Regions from separate parts of the Gossypium hirsutum genome. Here region 1 is linked to region 2. Evidence: chromatin contacts called from public Hi-C data. All regions are on one chromosome and are shown on one strand. The core of a region is the stretch at or near the end of the contact, and the rest is flanking DNA. Distances in the headings are between cores, read along the strand shown.

Region 1 (4,056 bases), core at 1,410-3,909, 100 kb after region 2:
TGCAGTAGTGATAGGCATCCTCCGATTTTGGCTTTATTCGGTCTTGTCGCCCCGCACATCTCCCGGTACAATGTTGCTAACACAGTAGACCCCCAACTTAATTCACCTGCTCTCTAAAATCAACAAGTTTTAGCAGCCATCTCAGATGTACGCGGTTTCGTGACAAGTCCGGCATCAGATAACCTCCAATCATCTCAAGAATGTATGCCTAAGCATATTGTATTCTTTCTAATTCAGTCGAATCATTATTCGGCTCCGAAAATGTGTCTCGTAACCAGCCCATCTCGATCCGACCTCTGTTAATATTATCCAGAATAGCACCCAAAAGCTCGTAGCATACGGTTCTCCAATCAGCAGATTGAGCGGACCCATGACTGCGTACACATCGGCCTGCAATCCCAATTGCAATTGCACGTCTTCTAGAGTGATAGTACACTCTCTGCATGGAAGATGGAAAGTGTGCGTCTCGGGTCTCCACCTCTCTATCAACGCACTGATTAGTTTCAGGTCTAACTTGCACCCCCGGCCTATCGTGGGCACGTGTCAAAAAACCGCTTTCCGCAGGTAATTCTCTATCAATAGCGATGGAGGACCAGACATATTACGGATATAGCATTGCAACACTCGATCTACAGATTGTTATAAAAAATTATAAAATAAATATTAATTAAAATTGCATAAATGAAAAAAAGTTAAATACTATTCAAAAATTAATTAAACTTATCACTTACCATTGTTATTTGATCGACAAAGATGTGTTTCGTATCGAGAAGAATTAATTCTCCGACCATTGCTAACACGATCAAATATTTTTGTAATTTAAAAAATAAAACTAATTCAAAAAAATTTAAACAGAGCTTTTTTGCAAAAATTAAAGAGAGTTTTGACAAAAATTGAGAGAAATTTGAGAGAATTTGGAGAGAATTGTGAGAGAATTGTGAAAGGACTATTGTGTGAAAAAATGAAAGCGGGAGGGGCCTTTTATATATATATATATATTTTTTACCGTTGGAGTTCAAACGGTCAAGTGACCATCGGAAGCTGGACAAAATGCTCCCCCAGGGATGCGTTTTGCTGACACGTCCCCTGACTTCGCACTGACGTGAACGCACTTTCGGGGGAAATGACCCTTTCCGGTAAATAATCAAAAAATCGACCTATTTCGGTAAATAATGATATAAAATGATTTGTTTTAGTAAATTGCCCCCAATTTTCAGACATATATCTCATTGCTATAGTAACGAGCCTTAACATTGAGCTCTAAATCAAGCAATATCAAATTCAAGGTTTATATAAAAAGTTAAAAAATATGTTAATTTTTTTAATATTTTATTATACTTTTATAAGATATTTTTGTGAAGTTTAAAATTCTACAGATAGTGTATTAAATAATTTTCTTAAAGAAAATAGTTGTTCGGTTATTATCTTTTTAAATAGTAGTTTTAACTTTAAATTATTTTATTTTAAAATACTGTATAAAAATTAAAAAGAGAAAGATATATTTAAAATATTTTTGAGTCAATTTGATTAAATTCACTTAATTCAATAACATATAAAATTAATTTAAATATAAAATTATCTTTTTTTTTTCCTTTCTCTTTTTGTTGGGGTTTATTTGGAAACGGTGAAAGTGGAATAACAGTCAGATGATACATCATCAGATGATTGTAGAAGGAAGGCGGTAGATTATCGAAAAGAAAGGGTAGAAAAGAATAGATATAAATATAGGAAATGAATTCTTTTGATTGGACTAGGCATCACTTCTTGTATTCGATGTGGATAAAAGATCTTCATATGTTATACTATTCAATTCTCGAAGGTGAATCGATTTGATAGCCTAGATATTGTTATTCATGATATTGATCTGATTCAATGTCATTGAAATGTAAGTCATTGATTGAATTTACAAACGACAAATTTATCATCTCCATGAGATTAAATCCCGAGTTATTGCGAAGTTAAAAAAAAAAGAAATTACGGAAGTAAATATTCTCGCATTTATTGTTACAGTGTTGTTCATTCTAGTTCTTACCTTTTTTTTACTTATAATATACCTAAAATCTATTAGTCAAAGTGATTAATTTGGATGAAGCTTGACTTTTTATCAAGGAATTGAAGAAAAAAAATTCAAATCTCATGTCTTAAATAAAATGAATGGACTAGAATTAACAATATCCTATAAAACTCGATAGTATGGTAGAAAAAAAAACATGAATCTTTCTATCATACAATGTATATCTGCATACATGTCCATATCTAATTAAATATATCTACTATATATAGTATCTCAATTTTATTTCTTGGCTTCATCTATTTTATTTATGTTGATTTCAATTAATCTGAAATAATTGGAAGGTATGTCTTACAATTTTATAATTTTTTCATTTCATGGATTTGATTTTTTTTAGTGGATACCAAGATCCTTCTTAAAATAATTAGAAATGAAGAAAAAATGGAATGGAATAGGCATATATTAATTAAATTAATAAAAAAAACAAAACCAAGTAAATTTTTTTCTTGTACATTCCGAAGAAGTAATTCGTTGGCAGGGTTTAACGTATGTTTTCTTAGGAAACACGAAACCATTAAGTTTGGGTCAATGTATCTACCGAGTTAGTTCCCTTTTTAACAACTGTGATATATCCATACCATATATGAAAAAACAAATTTGCAGGTTCCAGTTGGTTCTTATAATCAAAATTTCCCTTTTATACTAAAGTTTTCCATATAATCCAATGTCCAAATAAATAAATACAATCTGTCAAGACCTATAATCCAAAGTCTTTAATATAAATAAATACCTTCTCTCTCATTATTATCCATCCACGCCTCTCTTTCCTTGGGTGTATTTTTACGATGACCGCCATCACCATAGAAACTCTCAAAGAGCAGCAGCAGATTATCCAACAACAAAGCGAGTCAGCCGCGGAATCAACTCAGCCGTTGCCCAGTCTGGATGAAGTGGAGCAAATTCTGGGCTATGAGTTTAACAACAAACGGTTATTAGAAGAAGCTTTCACGCATGCTTCTTTAGGACTGGGTTTCTCCAATGAGCGGTTAGAGTACGTGGGAGATTCTGTCCTTAATTTACTCTTCACCAAACAGCAGTTTTTTGAATACCCTGATTTGCCACCGGGGGCTTTGACTAGGCTACGAGCCGCCAATGTCGATACCGAAAAGTTGGCTCGTGCCGCCGTCAAACATGGTTTGCATCGCTATTTGCGCCATAAGAAACCTCTTCTCAAAGAACAAGTAAGCAATCGAAACTCTTTTTTGAATAAAATTAATTTTAGATAGAAAAGGAATTTGTTTGATGAACCCAAATTTCACAATTTTTCACTTTTATGTATATTTGTTATATAAATATTTTTATTCATTTTAAAAAATTGGTTTGAATATAAATACTCGAAGTCAATATTTGTAGGGTGTTGAATATTTTTGCAGTCATAATAATCGTAGTGGTTAAGTTTGTTGAAAGTTTGAAACCATCTTCGAATGTGCTTTTTTACGAGTAACTAATTTAAATTGTTTAAAATGTATAAATAAAAAAATTTCATTTTAAGGGCTCGTTACGTACAGTAAAAAAAAGAAAAAGAAAAATATTAATCATTTCTCCCTAATTTTTGAGCTAAGAGACGTAATCTCTTGGTTATGTAATTGTCATTACACGTTCATTGTGGAATATTATAATAACCAGTTGATACATAGTGGCCGACTACCATGACTATGTTTGACGTAGACTATGATATATATCATCCATTTTTGTCTTAATTATGTTGTAAACTAAGGTTTGTAGCTTAGTTAATTGCTTCAAAGGCATATCCAGTGTTCAACCGTTGATTTGTAGCATAAAAATTAGCAAATAATAACTCTCCCAACATAATCAGATTCGACAATTTTCTGAAGAAATACAACGATATCCACTACATTCTAATGGACTAGTCGACGTGCCAAAAGCGTTGGCTGATCTTGTGGAATCCACCATCGGTGCGGTTTTCATTGACACCAATTGCTCCATTGATGTTGTTTGGAAGGTACCTATTTCTTTCACTTATT
Region 2 (3,996 bases), core at 1,411-3,910:
ATTGGATTTTTCCGAAAGAAGAAGGTAAAGGGAGAAACATTGTCCTCGACAGACTCCCAGGATTTATTAGCTCAAGTTGGAAATGGTAACCCTGCTGCTTCTCTTTCCCCTTTTTCTTATATATGTAATTGTGAGATTTTAGCCAACTAAAGATTATTTCACAAATTTATTGTTTTTTTACAAGTGTTTTAGACTGTGCTGCCAGTTGAATCCCTGAAAACATAGGTGATTAATTAGCAAACCCGCTAGATGTACGGCCCTTTATTCCAGAATGTAGAGCAAAAGAACATGCTTTGTCTTATTTCTAATCCCCTAAAGTTCTCTATTCAAGAATTTGCACCTTAAATTCTTGCTGAGAGATTGGGATTATCTATTTGTTAATTACAAAAACAAAATCACACTGTACTTTGCTAGTAAATCTTGATTACGTTTATCTCAATTGCTGATTGGCCCCTGCTTTTTTTTCTTCTCTATCTTTCTTTTGTTGGTGGGAATTGTTTAGCTTTTGGAAGTAAAGCAGTGGAATCAACTCCGGCTGTTGCTGCTTCTCCAGGCCTTACTGGCATTTCCGTTGACAAATCAGTTGAGTTCTCTTATGAAGAACTTGCCCAGGCGACTGATAATTTTAGTATGGCTAAAAAGATTGGTGAAGGTGGCTTTGGGGCTGTTTACTATGCAAATCTGAGAGGCGAGGTTTGTAGTTGTGTAGTCTTTTGTTTTTGTTATTAAATTATGGAAAAAAAAAATCTATTGGGTGCTTCTGTTAACGTTAAGTAAGTAATCGTTAGCTGCCTTGTACTTATTGAATATGGACTAAGCTTTAGGGACTGTCTCAAAGTTTGGCATGTTACTTTAGAGAGAAAAATTGTAGATTGGAGAAGAGATCACTTGGGTTTCTTGCTAATATTATTGAGGGAAAGAAAAACCTTTTTGTAGCCACATATTAGAGTTTAAGAGGATGAAAATTCAGAATACCACAGTTTGGTGGATGTTCATTTGCATCTGTAATTTGCTTGCATTTCTGTCCAAGATTTTGTAATGTACTTTATGTGGATAGTTGGATATAGAGCTCAAGCCTGATTGCTATAGTTGAGCATCTAAACTGACGAGGAATGCACGTGAAAGATGCATGAATGAGATGTGTCCTATATTAGGAAGCACAACTTTGCCACTTCTTACATTTAAGAAATACAATAAAAATACATATGCACGCTAGTATTTTTTGTTGGTGTGGGGATAAAATAAACTTATGAGAAATTAATGAAGGCTTTTAAGGCGTATATCAATACTCACTTTTTTTAAGGTTTTATCTGCTGCCACCTATATTATGGTGTGTAAAAGAGTTACTAGCAAATGAACCTCGAGGATACAATGAAACCCAATGACTATCTAAGTTTTACACTAACGGAAACAGTTCATTGAGCACTGAGCGGAGCGTAACAAGGACATTAATTTCTATAAAGAATTTCTGTAGTAATTTTTTATAGAATAATCTAAGAATATAAAAGATGGTGGGAGAATAGAAAAAAAACTTTTGATGTGTTTTTCTGATATATCAGGTAAATGAAATTTGACTCCTATTTCTAAAAGTTTTCATATATCTTTATAGGAACACAATTATCTAAATGTTTACCTGAATAATTATGACTATTTGTTAATAATTAAATGGCATAAATATTGACAACTTTTGGATAATAATCAAGGTACATACCTTTTGGTTACTTATAACTTTTCATTTGTAATTATGGAACATTATATATATTGAAAATGTTCAAACATTTTTCTGAATTGTTAGATTACTCAATGTTTTTTACAGTTAATATCCCTGCATCAATGAATCATTGCCATCTTGTGTTGATTCCATATGTCACATCTCTTTATTAATTATTGTGCAGGAAGCTGCAATCAAGAAGATGGATATGCAGGCAACCAAAGAATTTCTAGCTGAATTGAAGGTTTTGACACATGTTCATCACCTGAACCTGGTAATGTACTTTCTTTTTCTCATGCTTCGAAGGCAGATATCTTTGAATAATTGTTTTTCATTAACTAGAAAACATTTCTTAAATGTTACTTTTATCTGTGAGTCTAGAAAACATTTTGTTAATATTCTAGGTGCGGCCCATAGGCCATAAGCCAAAGGCCAGATTTTTGTTCTCTGTAGTTCAATGAGTCAGAGGAGTTGTCTATATCCACATATGGCACAGTTTTTCATGCATTATTTGCCCTAACTCTTATTTTCCTTAATGTTAAGAAACTTAATACAGATAATTGAATGGAGTTTATGGTATCATGCAGAATTAGATTCTCACTGAGTCTACTATACATTTCTTTGCAGTTGTGACAATGCACAAGTAATTAAGTTGTTTAACTTTTCAATCATTGTAGTGGAATTCATTGGCCTCTTCGTTTATAAGTTTTTCTTCCTTTATAAACATCCTCTTTCATCTATGACCTTCTAAAATTCCTATTTTTGTTATTTATCTTCAAAGTGAATATTAATGTGTTTGTCCAATACAGGTGCGTTTAATTGGATACTGTGTTGAAGGCTCTCTTTTCCTAGTGTACGAATACATTGAGAATGGCAATCTAAGTCAGCATTTGCGAGGCTCAGGTGAGATTTCTTACGCTGAAACTATCCCAAATGCAATTGATTCAGAGCAGCACTAATGGGATTCTATTGTTTATTTCCAGGCAGGGAGCCACTTCCTTGGTCTACTCGAGTGCAAATTGCCCTCGACTCAGCCAGAGGTCTTGAATATATTCACGAGCATACTGTCCCTGTTTACATTCATCGGGACATTAAATCAGCTAATATATTGATAGACAAAAAGTTCCGTGCAAAGGTTATTCCTTCCTGATCTCTCATCGGGTCGACTGTTTGAAAGCTTCTTGTTATAATTGCACTTTAATCAATTTTTAACATCAATGCAGGTTGCAGATTTTGGATTAACAAAACTGACAGAGGTTGGAAATTCATCCCTACCCACACGTCTTGTTGGGACATTTGGATACATGCCACCAGAGTAAGATAAATTTTGTTCTTATTAATTCCAAGTAATTTGTAACTCGTTAGCTGCTGTTTTTTAGGACCAGCCATAAGTTCAACAACTGGCTAGACTAATTGTCTCCTCCTCAGTAGGTTTATAGGCCAATGATCTTTTGTACAAATTATTAGCTGATTTGGTGTGTCTACGTTGGTATCTTTGTTTTCCACAAATTTATTCTAATTAATTTGAAGTAATTTGTAAGTTACTAGCTATTGTTAAGGACAGGCCATAAGTTCAACAACTGGCTAGACTCTCCTATTCAGTAGGTTTATGACCATAGAGGCCAATGATCCCTTATACAAATAACTAAGCTGCATGATATGTCTACCTTCGTATCCAGTTTAATGTTAGCAACTTAGCAACAACTGCTGTTAGAGACCATATATTTTGTAAATTGCCTCTAGTCAATGAATTTGCGACTGGAGGAGCTTCAGATAGTTTGCATAATATTTGGCTTGGATATTGTAATTCATAATCTTCTAAATTAAATCAAACAGACGTAGGCATAGGAACCAAAACCTATAGAATTACTTCGGCTAGGTTTAATATTCTAAGTTGGTTTATTTATTTATTTATTTATTTTCTGAAACACAAAGCCCAAAAAACTTATGTTATGTATGACTCAGTATTTAAATTCTGTTTGTAAAAGGGGTCTTTTTTATAAAAATAATATTAAAGAATTAATTAATTACAAAAATAGGGTGTCTACTATCATAGTTTTAAGTGTCGCTTAATACATTGACGGTACCGGTAATTTTTTTTAAAAAAAATCTAATAGTAAAGTAAAAAAAGCTGAAAAAGTGAAAAAAAAAATTGTGGTGCCGCCTGACACATTGACAGTACCGGTGAATTTAAAAAAAATTGATTGTAAAAGAACAAATGAAAAAGTGAAAAAAAAAACCCTAATTTGTGGTCCCAGCATTGGACAATAGCTTTTTTCTTGCAT

The links. A called contact is a pair of places that touch in the nucleus more often than the background predicts.
Region 1: a Hi-C map of leaf shows a contact between it and region 2, with 3 times the contacts expected there. The contact joins the promoter of LOC107923062 here to the enhancer-like site in region 2. A contact is called at or near these places in 20 of 34 Hi-C or Micro-C datasets (anther, callus, cotyledon and 5 more).

Annotation. Positions count from the first base shown.
Region 1 is chrA11:20,026,772-20,030,827 of Gossypium_hirsutum_v2.1, forward strand. It overlaps LOC107923062 (ribonuclease 3-like protein 3), which reads left to right and starts at 2,660. Exons shown (of 3, transcript XM_016853272.2): 1 at 2,660-3,252; 2 at 3,888-4,034. The coding sequence starts at 2,857.
Region 2 is chrA11:19,926,756-19,930,751 of Gossypium_hirsutum_v2.1, forward strand. It overlaps the pseudogene LOC121209795. Among protein-coding and RNA genes, the nearest start is that of LOC121210458, 45 kb to the left of the region's middle. Within about 2 kb of position 2,661, at least 1 of the 9 cell types and tissues checked has an H3K27ac peak or open chromatin away from gene starts, as enhancers often do. A contact at or near this core is called in cotyledon, where this site is marked.